Regions from separate parts of the Ovis aries genome. Here region 2 is linked to region 1. The links are chromatin contacts, called in public Hi-C maps. All regions are on one chromosome and are shown on one strand. The core of a region is the stretch at or near the end of the contact, and the rest is flanking DNA. Distances in the headings are between cores, read along the strand shown. Region 1 overlaps LOC132658256 (a long non-coding RNA gene). Region 2 holds the start of FLOT1 (flotillin 1).

Region 1 (6,140 bases), core at 1,837-4,336:
TGTGCTTCATCCAGCCCAGCATTTCTCATGATGTACTCTGCATATAAGTTAAATAAGCAGGGTAACAATACAAGCCTAGACGTACTCCTTTCCCCATTTGAAACAAGTCTGTTGTTCCATGTCTAGCTAGTTCTAACTATTGCTTCTTGACCTGCATACAGATTTCTCAGGAGGCAAGTCAGATGGTCTGGTATTCCCATCTCCTGAAGAATTTTCCACATTTTGTTGTGATCCACAGTCAAAGGCTTTGGCGTAGTCAACAAAGCAGAAGTAAATATTTTTCTGGAACTTTCTTGCCTTTTTGATGATCCAATGGATGTTGGCAATTTGATCTCTGGTTCCTCTGAAGCCAGCTTGACTGTCTGGAAGTTCACAGTTCACCTACTGTTGAATCCTGGCTTGGAGAATTTGAGCATTACTTTGCTAGCATGTGAGATGAGTGCAATTGTGCAGTAGTTTGAACATTCTTTGGCATTGCCTTTCTTTGGGATTGGAATGAAAACTGACCTTTTCCAGTCCTGTGGCCACTGCTGAGTTTTCCAAATTTGATGACATATTGAGTGCAGCACTTTCACAGCATCATCTCTTAGAGTTTGTCATTTAACTCCTACCAATTAAGGAATGGCTATGTGACCAATTAAAATGTGTCCCTTCTACATGGAAGTGTTAGAAGCTAGCATATGCTGTGCTTTTCCACATTCTTCCCCTCTACGACGGCAAATGGCAATGTTCTAGGTAGCGGCTACTCTGTCATCCTTAGGGGTTTCCCAGGTGGTGCTAGTGATAAAGAACCCACCTGCCAGTGCAAGAGACATAAGAGATGCCAGTTCGATCCCTGGGTCAGGAAGATCCCTTGGAGGAGGGCATGGAAACCAACTCCAGCATTCTTGCCTGGAGAATTCCACAGACAGAGGAGCCTGATGGGCTATAGTCCACAGGGTTGCAAAGAGTCAGACATGACTGAAGTTACTTAGCACGCACATGCTGTCATCCTGGGCCCTGAGGTTAGGCAACGGTGGCTCAGAGCAGAGCCTCAGTCAACCCACCATTGATAAGTGGGTTGTATAAATGCAATAGATAAATCTTTGTTGTGAAAAACCACTGAGATTTTGAGGTTCTTTGTTACAGAAGCATAATCTAGCTTCTTTGAATGACATGCCATGCTATAAGCTTATTACTAAGATTATATGAAATAAAACGTGTGGGACTTCTGGACACATAATAAGGATTGATTTCCTTCCTTTCAAAATCTCCTTCTTCCTTTCTGAGGAGTCATGAGCCCAGGGAAACTCTTAAACAGCCCAGAATGCTTGATAAGTGGTAAGAGAACAGAGACCACCACTCAAGCACAAATGAAAGATGAAAGGAAAAGAATACAAAGCAGCAAAGGGTCTAGATATATGACACAGAACAAGGAGGAGAAACAAGGTATTAAGGAAGGAGAAGCCAAGCATAAGAGCAGGGTAAAGGGATAGGTACAGAGGGTGCCTGAGACAGAGACAGGGGTGATTCTGAGAAAAATAGTGGTTGAGGAGAATGGAAACTATATCTGTTCCAAGATGTTCATCCCAAACCCAGGCAAACAGCATCATCTGTTAAGGTAGCTGAACATCGGAATTTCCTGGAGGTCCAGTGGCTAGGATTCCATGCTCTCACTGCCACGGCCCAGGTTCAATCCCTGGCAGATCCCACAAGTCATGCAGCATGGCCAAGCAAACTGGTACTCTCTTAGTTCCTGGTCATTCATTCATCAGTCTTTCCACTCAGCCATTACTGATCACCTACTGTGTGCCTGGCACTGTGCTCATGCTGAGTTTACTGAGATGAGCAAGACCCAGTGCTGGCCTTTTCTTTCAAGGATCCCCCAGGCTGGTGTGAAGCAGTCACCTGAAGAGTTAGGGTACAGTTTGGCCTGTGCAGTGATGGAAGTGCCTGCTAGGAACATAGCGGAAGGGGCACCCGGCTCTGCTCAGGAAAGTCAGAAAGGGCTTTCTGGGAGACATGAATCTGAGAGTTTTAAAGGGCCACCAGGGAAGCTCAAAAGGTAACTAGGAGTTGGCAAAGCAGGGCTGGGGAAGGTAGGCTGGACCAGCTAGTGGAGGTGAGAAGTGCCAGGCAGTCTGGTGTTGCTGAACCCTTGATGAGAGGCAGCAGGCAAGAGGAGATGCTGGAGAGGGCTCAAGGGCCTATCACCAGGGCTTGGTGTCTACCTGGGTGCGAGGGTGGGGCTGGGGTAGATTTGGGTGGTGAAACAGACGAGTGACACGGTCAGATTTCAGTTAAAGAGCTCTGCCTGCTGTGTGGACTGTGGGTGGGGGTAGAATCCCCCTCATTTTGGGGGGAGGGGCCCATGCCAAGAGGCTTGCAGAATCTTAGTTTCCCAACGGGGGCTGACCTTGAGCCCTTGGCAGTGAAAGCTTGGAGTCCTAACCACTGAACAGTCAGGGAATTCCCAGGATCTCTTTTCATGAGATCTCCTGGGATTGGGCTGAACATCCAGGTCAGGGCCTGCAGGTGCAAAAGATGGCCTGGGGAAGGATTATCCGGCTAAGTCTTGGTGAGCACTGCCACAGCTGGGAGATGATCTATGTGCTCCAAGTGGAGTAGGTACTTCACCCTCCTGGCAAGCCTGTGATGAGGTGGGTATTCGTATCATTTTCCCCATTGTGACCACGAGGTAACTGGGCACAGAGAGTTTAAATTATGTGTCCCGGCTGCACATTCTGGTGTAGGCTGCCTGGCTCCTGGATCAGCCTGCCTCCTCAGGGTCTTCTGCCCTCTGGAAGGCAGAATGATGATGTATTGACATCCTGCTTCAGGTTTATGAAAGCTTTCACATGGATGACCTCATTCCAGACATGCAACAGTAGCTTCTGTGAGGAGGTATTATTACTCACAGCTCAGAAAAGCTACCGAGGTGATTTGTCAAAGGTTAGAATTTAGGTGGCAGAGACCCAGACTTGAGTCTTCTGGCCCTGAGTCCAGTGTCGGGTCTCACATTCATTTGTCAGTCAATGCCACGGCCAGCCTCATGGTCAATATGCCGCATGGTTCAAAGGCCAGGGTATTTTCCCCTCCTACTCAGCTGCTTCCTGGCGAGGAAAATGCTTTTCTGAATGGAGGAAGACAGTCATAGAGAAATGTGTTGCCAGCATCAATTTCCTCTGATTGGGCAATGGTGTCCACCATCTGGACCAGGTGACGTCAGCCGTCTGGCTTTCAGCCAGTGTTCTCCCACCCAGGAAACTGACTTCCGGCCAGACTCCCAGCCAGCCAGCTCTGGCCTCCTGGAAGAGCAGACCTCTCTGTTTGCAAAGTGAGAAGCTTTAAATCAGATCTCTAGGAGGGTTTGGTATAGGGAAGGCGATAAAAATGGGGAAGAGGAGTTCAGAGGACACTGGCCAGGAATAGGCAAGGCCCCCCGCCCTGTGTGGGATCTGGGGTCTTTCTTGGGCTGATTCAGAGGATCCAGGGATTTGATGGGGAGGTTTAAAATTTTGTGACTAATGGACTTAAGCAAATTGAGGGGCAGTGGGGGAGAAAGGTAAGCAAAGCTGACGAAATCTGGAAAAAGTTACACAAACACAGAAGGTCAAACATAAGTCAAGAATAGAATGTTGTTCTCAATCCTCATGCACTTCTCTGTGGATGTTAAGTCTTGAATAAATCAGTAACACAGGAATAAGCAGCTCTTTACTGCTTTATTTTTGAATTACAAAAATGTACCAGTTTAAAAATCTAGACAATAGATAAATAAAGTACAAAGCTTAAGTGTCCCTCCCCCATTCCAAACACCCCTCTCCAGGCCTGATTGATAAATGATGTTGTTTTAGCTATTTCATCAGCCAAAATTCATCTCATTTACTGTTCACAATGACCCTATGGGGTAAGAACTATTATTATGCTTTGATTTTTATTTATTTATTTACTTGGCTGTGTCGCGTCTTGGTTGAAGGCACTCGGGACCTTTGTTGTGTCATGCAGGGTATTTTGTTAGAGCTCACCGGCTTGGTAGTTGTGACACATTGGTTTAGTTGCCCCGACCATGGCTGGAATACAGTGTCCCTGTATTGGAAAGTGGATTCCTAACCACTGGACCCCCGGGGGAAGCCCTTCCAATCTGTTTTTTGATTCTAGCTATTTTAGAGGGTGTAAAGTGGTATCTCACTGTGGGTTTATGTAAGTGTTTTTCTAATGGCTAAAGATGTTGAGAATCTTTTTATGTGGTTATTGGTTATTTGTATATCTTTGGAGAAATGTTGATACAGATCCTTTGCCTATTTGGTTTGTCTTTTTATTACCGAATTGTAAGAATTCTTAGTATATCCTACTAGATACAACCCCCTTAACAGATCAATGACTTACAAGTATTTTCATCTCATTCTGTGGGTTATCTTTTCACTTTTTTTAAAAAAAGGTTATACTCCATTTACAGTTATTATAAAATATTGGTTATATGTCCTGTGCTGTATATCTTTATAATTTATTTTATATGTAATAGTTTGTACCTCTTAAACCCTTGTCCTTATATTATCTCTTCCTAACTCCCTCTCCCCATTGGCAACCACTGATTTGTTCCCTGTATCTGTGAGTCTGCTTCTTTTTTGTTACATTCACTAGTTTGCTGTATTTTTCAGATTTCACAGGTAAACGATGTCTAGTATTTATCTTTTTCTGCCTGACTTACTTCACTTAGCATAATGCCCTCCAAGCCCATCCATGTTGCTGTAAATGGCAAAATTTCACTCTTTTTATGGCTGAGTAATATTCCACTGTGTATACATACCATATCTTCTTTATCCATTCATCTGTTGATGGACACTTAGGTTGCTTCCATTTCGTATCTTGGCATCTTTTCACTTTTTTGATGGTGTCCTTTGAAGCACCAAAGTTTTAAATTTTGGTGAAGTCCAATTTATCTGTATTATCTTTTGTTACTTGTGCATTTGGTTTCATAGCCAAGAAACCATTACCTAATCCACAGTCACAAAGATTTGAGCCTATGCTTTCTTCCAAGAGCTTAATAGATTTAGCTTTCACTTTTAGATTTTTCATTTGTTCTGAGTTAATTTTCTTATATGGTGTGAGATAGGGATCCAGATTCATTCTTTTGCCCATGGATATCTAGTCATCCCAGTGTTACTACATCTATTTGGCTTTGTTTCGTTTGACCAAGCTGCATGGCTTGTGGGATTTTAATTCCTCCACCAGGGATTGAACCTGGGCCCTCAGCAATAAGAGCTCAGAGTCCTAACCACTGGTGTTGTCCAGTAGCTCAGTTGTGTCCGACTCTTTGCAATCCCATGGAATGCAGCACGCCAGGCTTCCCTGTCCTTCACTATCTCCATGAGTTTGCTCAAACTCATGCCCATTGAGTCGGTGATGCCATCCAATCATCTCATTCTTTGTCATCCCTTTCTCCTCCTGCCTTCAGTCTTTTCCAGCATCAGGGTCTTTTCCAAGGAGTCATTTCTTTGCATCAGATGGCCAAAGCATTAGAGCTTCAGCTTCAGCATCAGTCCTTCCAACGAATATTCAGGATTGATTTCCTTTAGGATTGACTGGTTTGATTTCCTTGCAGTCCAAGGGACTCAAGAGTCTTTTCCAACACCACAGTTCAAAAGCATCAATTCTTCGGCACTCAGCCTTCTTTCTAGTCCAACTCTCACATCCATACATGACTACTGGAAAAACCATAGCCTTGACTCGACGGACCTTTGTTGGCAAAGTAATGTCTCTGTTTTTTAATATGCTGTCTAGGTTGGTCATAGCTTTTCTTGCCAGGAGCAAGCGTCTTTTAATTTCATGGCTGCAGTCATCATCTGCAGTGATTTTGGAGCCCAAGAAAATAAACTCTGTCACTGTTTCCATTGTTTCCCTATCTATTTGCCATGAAATGATGGGACTGGATGCCATGATCTTCTTTTTTTGAATGTTGAGTTTTAGGCCAGCTTTTTCACTCTCCTCTTTCACCTTCATCAAAAGGCTCCTTGGTTCCTCTTCAATTTCTACAATAAGTGTGGTGTCATCTGGACTACCAGGTAGTTCCCAGTATGCCTTTTTATAGATGAATAAATTGTAAGCCCCTTGAAAAAAAAAAAGTCCTTAATTTTGCCCACCATAGTCCCCTCAGGATTCAC
Region 2 (5,910 bases), core at 2,056-4,555, 36 kb before region 1:
GATTGTCAGGGAAGTCCTATATATCTTTGTTTTATGTATTTCTGCATAAAGACACCATATGTAATGTATTTGTTGATTCATTAACAATGAACTCACATCCAACAGCACTGTAACTCATGCCTGAAAGAAACTTATCTAACACACGTTATTTTCTCCATCAAGCACATCAAGTCTTCTTGGACTTAGGAACGCTAGACGGCACTCATTACACTTGGGGGCATTCTGAACTGTGAAATCACCAACACAGAGCACAAAAGTGCAAAATATGTAGCAGTGAATATACTGCGAAAATGACACTGTTTACAGCAGGAGCTAAAACAAGAAGGGAAAAACATCTTGTTCAACCTCAACTGAGAGGCACGTTATCAGGCAACTGAAATTTTTCTCCACTCTGTGCATGTCTGCAAATGGTCATCAATACAAAGAGCACTAGGGAAACCAGTGTTCTTTTAGCATTTAAACCAGTGTTCATTTAGCATTAGCTCTTTAAAACATTTTAGCATTGAGGCAAATTCTCAAATACAAGATCTGCAAATAATGAGGATCAACTACACTTTGCTGCATTATCAAGGCCCCCACAGGTCACTTTGTGGAATTCAGAGCCCAAGTCCACGTTTCTCTTCCTCACACCCTGTGTGATCACCAGGGCTGCTGTGAGCCTGTGGAGGACTGCCGTGCAAATCAGAAAAAGGCACTCGTTCCTCTGGGGAGATGCAAACCTATTCACAATGCACAGCTTGGGGAGTGGAGCACAGACCGATCTGAGCTCTGGTTCACCCTTCATCCAGGTGCCCTTGCCCAGGACACAACCCACCCCAAGCCCGTGATCAGCCCTATCTACACTCCCTTTCTAGGCCTTTTCTTTGCTTTTCAGCTGAAACATTTAGGTCTTTTAAATCTTCCTTATATGGAGGAGTTGGGTCAGAAACTGAGAGTCAAAATAAGGGGATCAAAGTCAGGATATGAGAGAGAGTGGTAGCCTGAGGAGAACAGGGAGGGAGTGAAGTACAGCCTGGCCACAGGGCCAGGATGGGGACTCTGACCTGAAGTTGATAGGCCAGGTCAGCCTGTGCTCGGCGCGTGTTGACTTCGATGTCGTATGCGGCCTTCTTCAGCTCGTAGTCCCTCTGTGCCTTGGCCATCTCGATCTCACTCAGGTACTGAGCAGACACCTTCTCCTGCTTGGCTTTGGCCTCCTGTTCATGCAGAGATTGGGTAGGGCATCAGAGTAGGCAGAAGAAGGCCCAAGGGAGAGAGCTTGCTCTCCACCGAGCTCCTCCATCTTCGCCCTGGGCCCGGCCTCGTCTACATCCTCTGCCAACCCTGCTCCACTGGCCCTCACGCCACACCCTCTCCCATCAGGTACACAAAAAGCCCTCGGAGACCAAGCAACCCCCAGCTCTCTCACCCGGATCCCCGCATCTCTTTTGGCCTCTGCTTCCCCAATCCGAGCATCTTTTTGGACCTGAGCTGTTCGAGCCTTCCCCAAGGAGTGCAAATAGTCCTGTGGAGAGATGCAGATGTCTCAATCCTCAGGAGAGAAGGTTTACCAGATGGGAGCAGGGAAGCAGGGAGGACCAACTGCTGAGGTTTACCTGATCGTCGTGAATGTCCTTCAGGGTGTAGCTGACCACGCTGATGCCCATGTTGACCAGGTCTGAGGAGGCCACTTTGAAAACCTGCTCTGAGAATTTCTGCCTGTCCTTATAGATTTCCTGGGATAACAGGATGGAAGGAAGAAGGAAGGGACGTGCTCAGATCCTCTGGCCACCGTCTTCCTCAGATTAGCTGGGTTCTTAGGCCCCTTGCAGTCTGGCATCCCTTCCCGATCTCTCCCTGCCCTCAGGCCCACCTCCACGGTCATGTGGGCCATGATAGCCCTCTGGTGGCCCTCCAGTGTCTCCAGCGCGATATGGGCGATCTCTGCCTCCGTCTTCCCCAGGAACATCTGGCAGGCGGCGGCCAGCATCTCCTTGTTCTGACCCTGGATCTTTACCTGTAGCCAGAACAGAGCTGGGGAGGGTGTGCGGAAGGCCTCCTGAAGCCAGAGCAGAGGCAGGGAGAGTCAGGTGCCTTGGGGATCCCTGGAGATGTGGAGACTTGCAGAGAAATTGCTCCACAGGCAGAGATAGGGAAAGCCATGGTCAGAAGATTCTTAATGTCTGGGGACACAGAAGATGCTGGGTGGGGGAGTGGACTTTGAGGAAAAGGCTCTGAAAGCCTCACCTGGGCAATGCCAGTGACTGAGATGGGGACCCCATGGCGAGTGTAAACCTTTTCACTCTTGACATTGAGGGTCAGTGTGTTGAGTGAGATCCTAAGGGAGAGAGAAGGGGTGGACAGTGTGAAAAGGAAGAAAGGGAGAAAATGGGGGTTCCCTTGCCCCAGTTTTCTTGCTACCCACCTCTGGATTTGCTGGATGCAGGGCAGGACAAAGACACGGCCTCCAGCCACCATGACTGGGGGGCTCCGGCAGAAACCTGCACGGGGAGAGGGCAGTGAGCTGTGGTGGCCGGTGGCCGTGGTAGAGCTGTAGCGGTAGAGCTGTAACGTGGGAGACAGACCTTGGGGAGGGAGTGGGGAGCAACCTCCACGAGGAAAGCTGGAAGCTGACAAGGGCGAGGGGCAGTCTAGGCCTTGGAAGGCTACGCAAGGAATAATCACAAGTGGGTGGCATGAAGCCATCGTGGGTGGGGTGGACAGGAGGCCTAGTGCTGGGGAGCTGGTAGGGAGAGGGAAGAGGCCTCTGCAGGGGGTGCTCACTGGCTGAGCAGAAAACAATACTTACCGGAGACCACCATGGCCTCATTTGGGCCACAGGTGAAAAACATGGCTCAGGCTGGAGCTGGAGGAGGGGAAGACAAAGCCTTTGCGGATGCGAAGGGGCGCCGCGCAGTCCACAGGAGCGAACTCTCCCTTTCCAGTCAGTCCCGCCCAGCCTGCAGACGCCGAGGCCCAGGCTCTTCCGCAACCCCGGATTCGCTAAGGCTTTTCCTGTGAAATTTCGCAGCCAGCGATCCTCAGCCGCTCACCGCGCCCCACCTTCAGTGATATGAAGCTCTCCAGACCCGGAGAGGTCCCCAGACCCTTGCGCTACCCTCCCTGTTCCTCTGCAACCCACTCCATCTCCCCTCCCCCACCTACCTTCCCGGACTCGGGCGGCGGCCGGGCTGGGGTCCCGGGGAGGGCGGGGCTGCGTAGGGGGCCTGGGAGTCTAGCAGGTGCCACTCGCGTAGGGTCTCCCTGGGAGCTGGGCCCGCGCCCCCAACTCAGCCGCACCCCGTTACTGCTGCAGACACGACCCCGCCCCCCGCGGAGGACCACCCCCCTCCACCCCACCCCCGGCCTCGGGCGTCCGACCCGCCCCTTTCCCGGCAGGCCCAGCTCAGATCCGCAGCCCTCGAGAGCTGCAGAAGCGGCCCCGGTATGGGGGAGGAGGCCACACTTGGCCGCCCTTCCGGGGCCGGAAGTCCCGCCCAGGCAGCCCCACGCCCCGCCCCGTGCGACGTGACTTCCGTGAGTACGCTCTCGGGCAGAGGGAGGTTGACTCACGTCGCACTTGCCCCAGGTAAACTAACTGAGAAAAACCACAGACTGGGCAACGACTGACAGCGTCCGGTCACAAGATGCTGAGTTCCATGGCTCCAGGAGGAGGGACTCATGGGCCTGGGGAGGAGCACCGGCTGGGGACTTGACCGTCTCCTCCTCCTCCTGGCGCCTTGAAAGTAGGGGACCGCCGCTTGTAAAGAGACACACACATGACTGCCGACAGTAAATCAAGTTTATTTGTGTTCATAGAACATACGGGGCGACCCCAGAACAGCCTCCTGACAGCCCACCAACCCCGCAGTCACCCCCTTGGAGGCAACTTCAAGGAGATTGTAGGCCAGGGACCTTATTCTCAACGGTTCCCCGAATCTTCACAGACTCGCGAGTTGAGATGCTGGAGAACTGAGAGTGTCACTGCGACCCACCACCGTCCTTGACTCCCAGCCCGGGCGCCTTCTCGACTTGGGTTTCCTCCATCCCTTTTCCCGGCCTCGCTCAATTCTGGGTGCTTGCCTCCACCAACCCCACAGAGCCCAATAAATACCCAGAGACCTGCATTTGCAGCAAGGTGCACATCTCGCACTCCTGCATAAGTTAAAATAAATATTACATACACCCCTCCATCACCTAGGGGGACACACATAAATACACATAAATATTATTAGGAACAATGAGAAATAAGTTAACGACGCACTTCTTCCCCACCCGGCCTAACCCCGGCGTGCCGGTGCCTGTCTCTCCAGGCTCGGACCGGCGTCTTCGCCATAGTGTTCTGAGTGCGAGTTGCCTCGCGAGTCCCAGTTTGGGATACGCTCTCGCGCACCAGGTACACCCAGTGTTTTCTTGGTTTTTCAGGTTCTTTTGGGGAAGTGGGGAGTCCCGGTTAGAAGGCGGCCGGGTGTTGCTGGAGAAAAGTGCTGAGATCCAAAGCGTAGTCCGAGGGCTCCGAGGTCAGATTAAGGGGCTCGAAGACCGGGGCTGCAGCGGTGGGCGCGGGGGACGGTGCGCTGGAGGTGTCCTCCGGGGCCAGGGGTACAGACGCACCGTCTTCAGCCATCAGGATCTGACAGAAGATGATGGTCAGCAGGACAAAGAGCAGCCTTTTGGCAGGGTTCGGTTCCTCGACTGGCAGCTGACGCCGGACCTGAGGGGAGGTGATAAAAAGAACAGGTCAGATCGGGGCCCCGGCGTCCAGTGGTTCACCCTGCTCTTCCCCCGGGGCTGTCCACTTCGGAGACACTCACCACTCGTGGGTAGAGGACCCTACGGCTGCGCTTTCGATGCCCGCGGGTGGCGCTAGGGCGCGCAGCGGGGGCCACCGCGGGCTCCGGGAGAGGGTCGAAGGTGAAGATCTCGGGACCGGAGCCCCGTCGGGGTCCCGGGCTGGTGGAGGAGACCGGGGTCGGAGCCCGCAGGACGGTCATGGTGGGGAGGGAGCTGCGAGAGTGACACATTGTGCGCTGAGCTGAGCCGAAGGACGAGTGGCCCCGCAGTCCCGCAGAGCTAGTTATGTACCCCGAGAACTGGGCGGGTCCTTCTCAACTCCACCCTGGGCTGGGAGCTGTTGGACGGTCGGCTGGAAATTCCGAAGATTAAGCAAAGGGAGGGGGCGGAGACTTGGCCAGTGCCAACCGTAGGCACGCCAAGTGTGTGTTGTGAGTGTGTGAGTTGTGAGTGGAGGCGGATGAAATCCCAGACTGCGGGCACATGTCAGGACATGTGGCAGCTGGAGAGGGGCCCACAGACAGTTTGAGACGGTTCAGCCACAAATCCCCATCTCTGGGGACGTGCAGGAAGGCTTACATAAGGAAGTCTGGCCCTCTTGCTACAATCCTAATCCAGCAGAGTCTAGGAACCACAGTTACAGTGCATAGTCACACGTTTGTAGGGACTCAGAAAACAGCAGCCTAGGAGGGAAGTCATTAAGAAACAGTCAAGAAGCCCAAGAGAAATGAACACACTAGCACACACAGACACAAGTCTGCCTGCTTTAGCTAGCACATGCACACACACACCATGTTGTAGAGGTGGAAAAATTTCTCCTTCTAGTTTCGTTGGCTGGCTCAATAATTAAATTGACCTAGGACAGATCAACAGGAGAAAACAAATTTAATTGCATACTTAACAGAAGCCCAAGAAAACTTGAGACTCAAAGGCAGTCAGGCAATTGAAGTTTATATGCCATCTTTAGCTAAGGAATGGGAAAGAGGCCTGGGGCTTTAAGGGGAGGTGGGTAATTCACAGGAAGATGGGAAGAGCAGGTGATTGCTAATGAGATGTTTGTCCTGCCAAGCAGGTAAGTTTTTCTGGTGAATGTTATCACTGGACCAGGCCCCCTACCTCAGTTATTTAGGCCATGAA

Evidence for each region. A called contact is a pair of places that touch in the nucleus more often than the background predicts.
Region 2: a Hi-C map of tail adipose tissue shows a contact between it and region 1, with 5 times the contacts expected there. The contact joins the promoter of FLOT1 here to the enhancer-like site in region 1. A contact is called at or near these places in 12 of 16 Hi-C or Micro-C datasets (blood, hypothalamus, liver and 6 more).

What each region holds. Positions count from the first base shown.
Region 1 is chr20:27,363,782-27,369,921 of ARS-UI_Ramb_v3.0, reverse strand. The region is part of intron 1 of LOC132658256 (a long non-coding RNA gene); the gene reads left to right. Among named protein-coding and RNA genes, the nearest start is that of IER3, 35 kb to the left of the region's middle. Within about 2 kb of position 3,086, at least 13 of the 54 cell types and tissues checked have an H3K27ac peak or open chromatin away from gene starts, as enhancers often do. A contact at or near this core is called in liver and tail adipose tissue, where this site is marked.
Region 2 is chr20:27,400,524-27,406,433 of ARS-UI_Ramb_v3.0, reverse strand. FLOT1 (flotillin 1) reads right to left here and starts at 3,305. Exons shown (of 13, transcript XM_060403343.1): 1 at 3,145-3,305; 2 at 2,789-3,042; 3 at 2,405-2,480; 4 at 2,227-2,317; 5 at 1,853-1,996; 6 at 1,596-1,715; 7 at 1,409-1,504; 8 at 1,044-1,196. The coding sequence starts at 2,831. IER3 (immediate early response 3) reads right to left here and starts at 5,032. Exons shown (of 2, transcript XM_004018996.6): 1 at 4,794-5,032; 2 at 3,764-4,693. The coding sequence starts at 5,003. The coding sequence ends at 4,433. It overlaps LOC132658256 (a long non-coding RNA gene), which reads left to right and starts at 5,112. Exons shown (of 2, transcript XR_009597619.1): 1 at 5,112-5,910.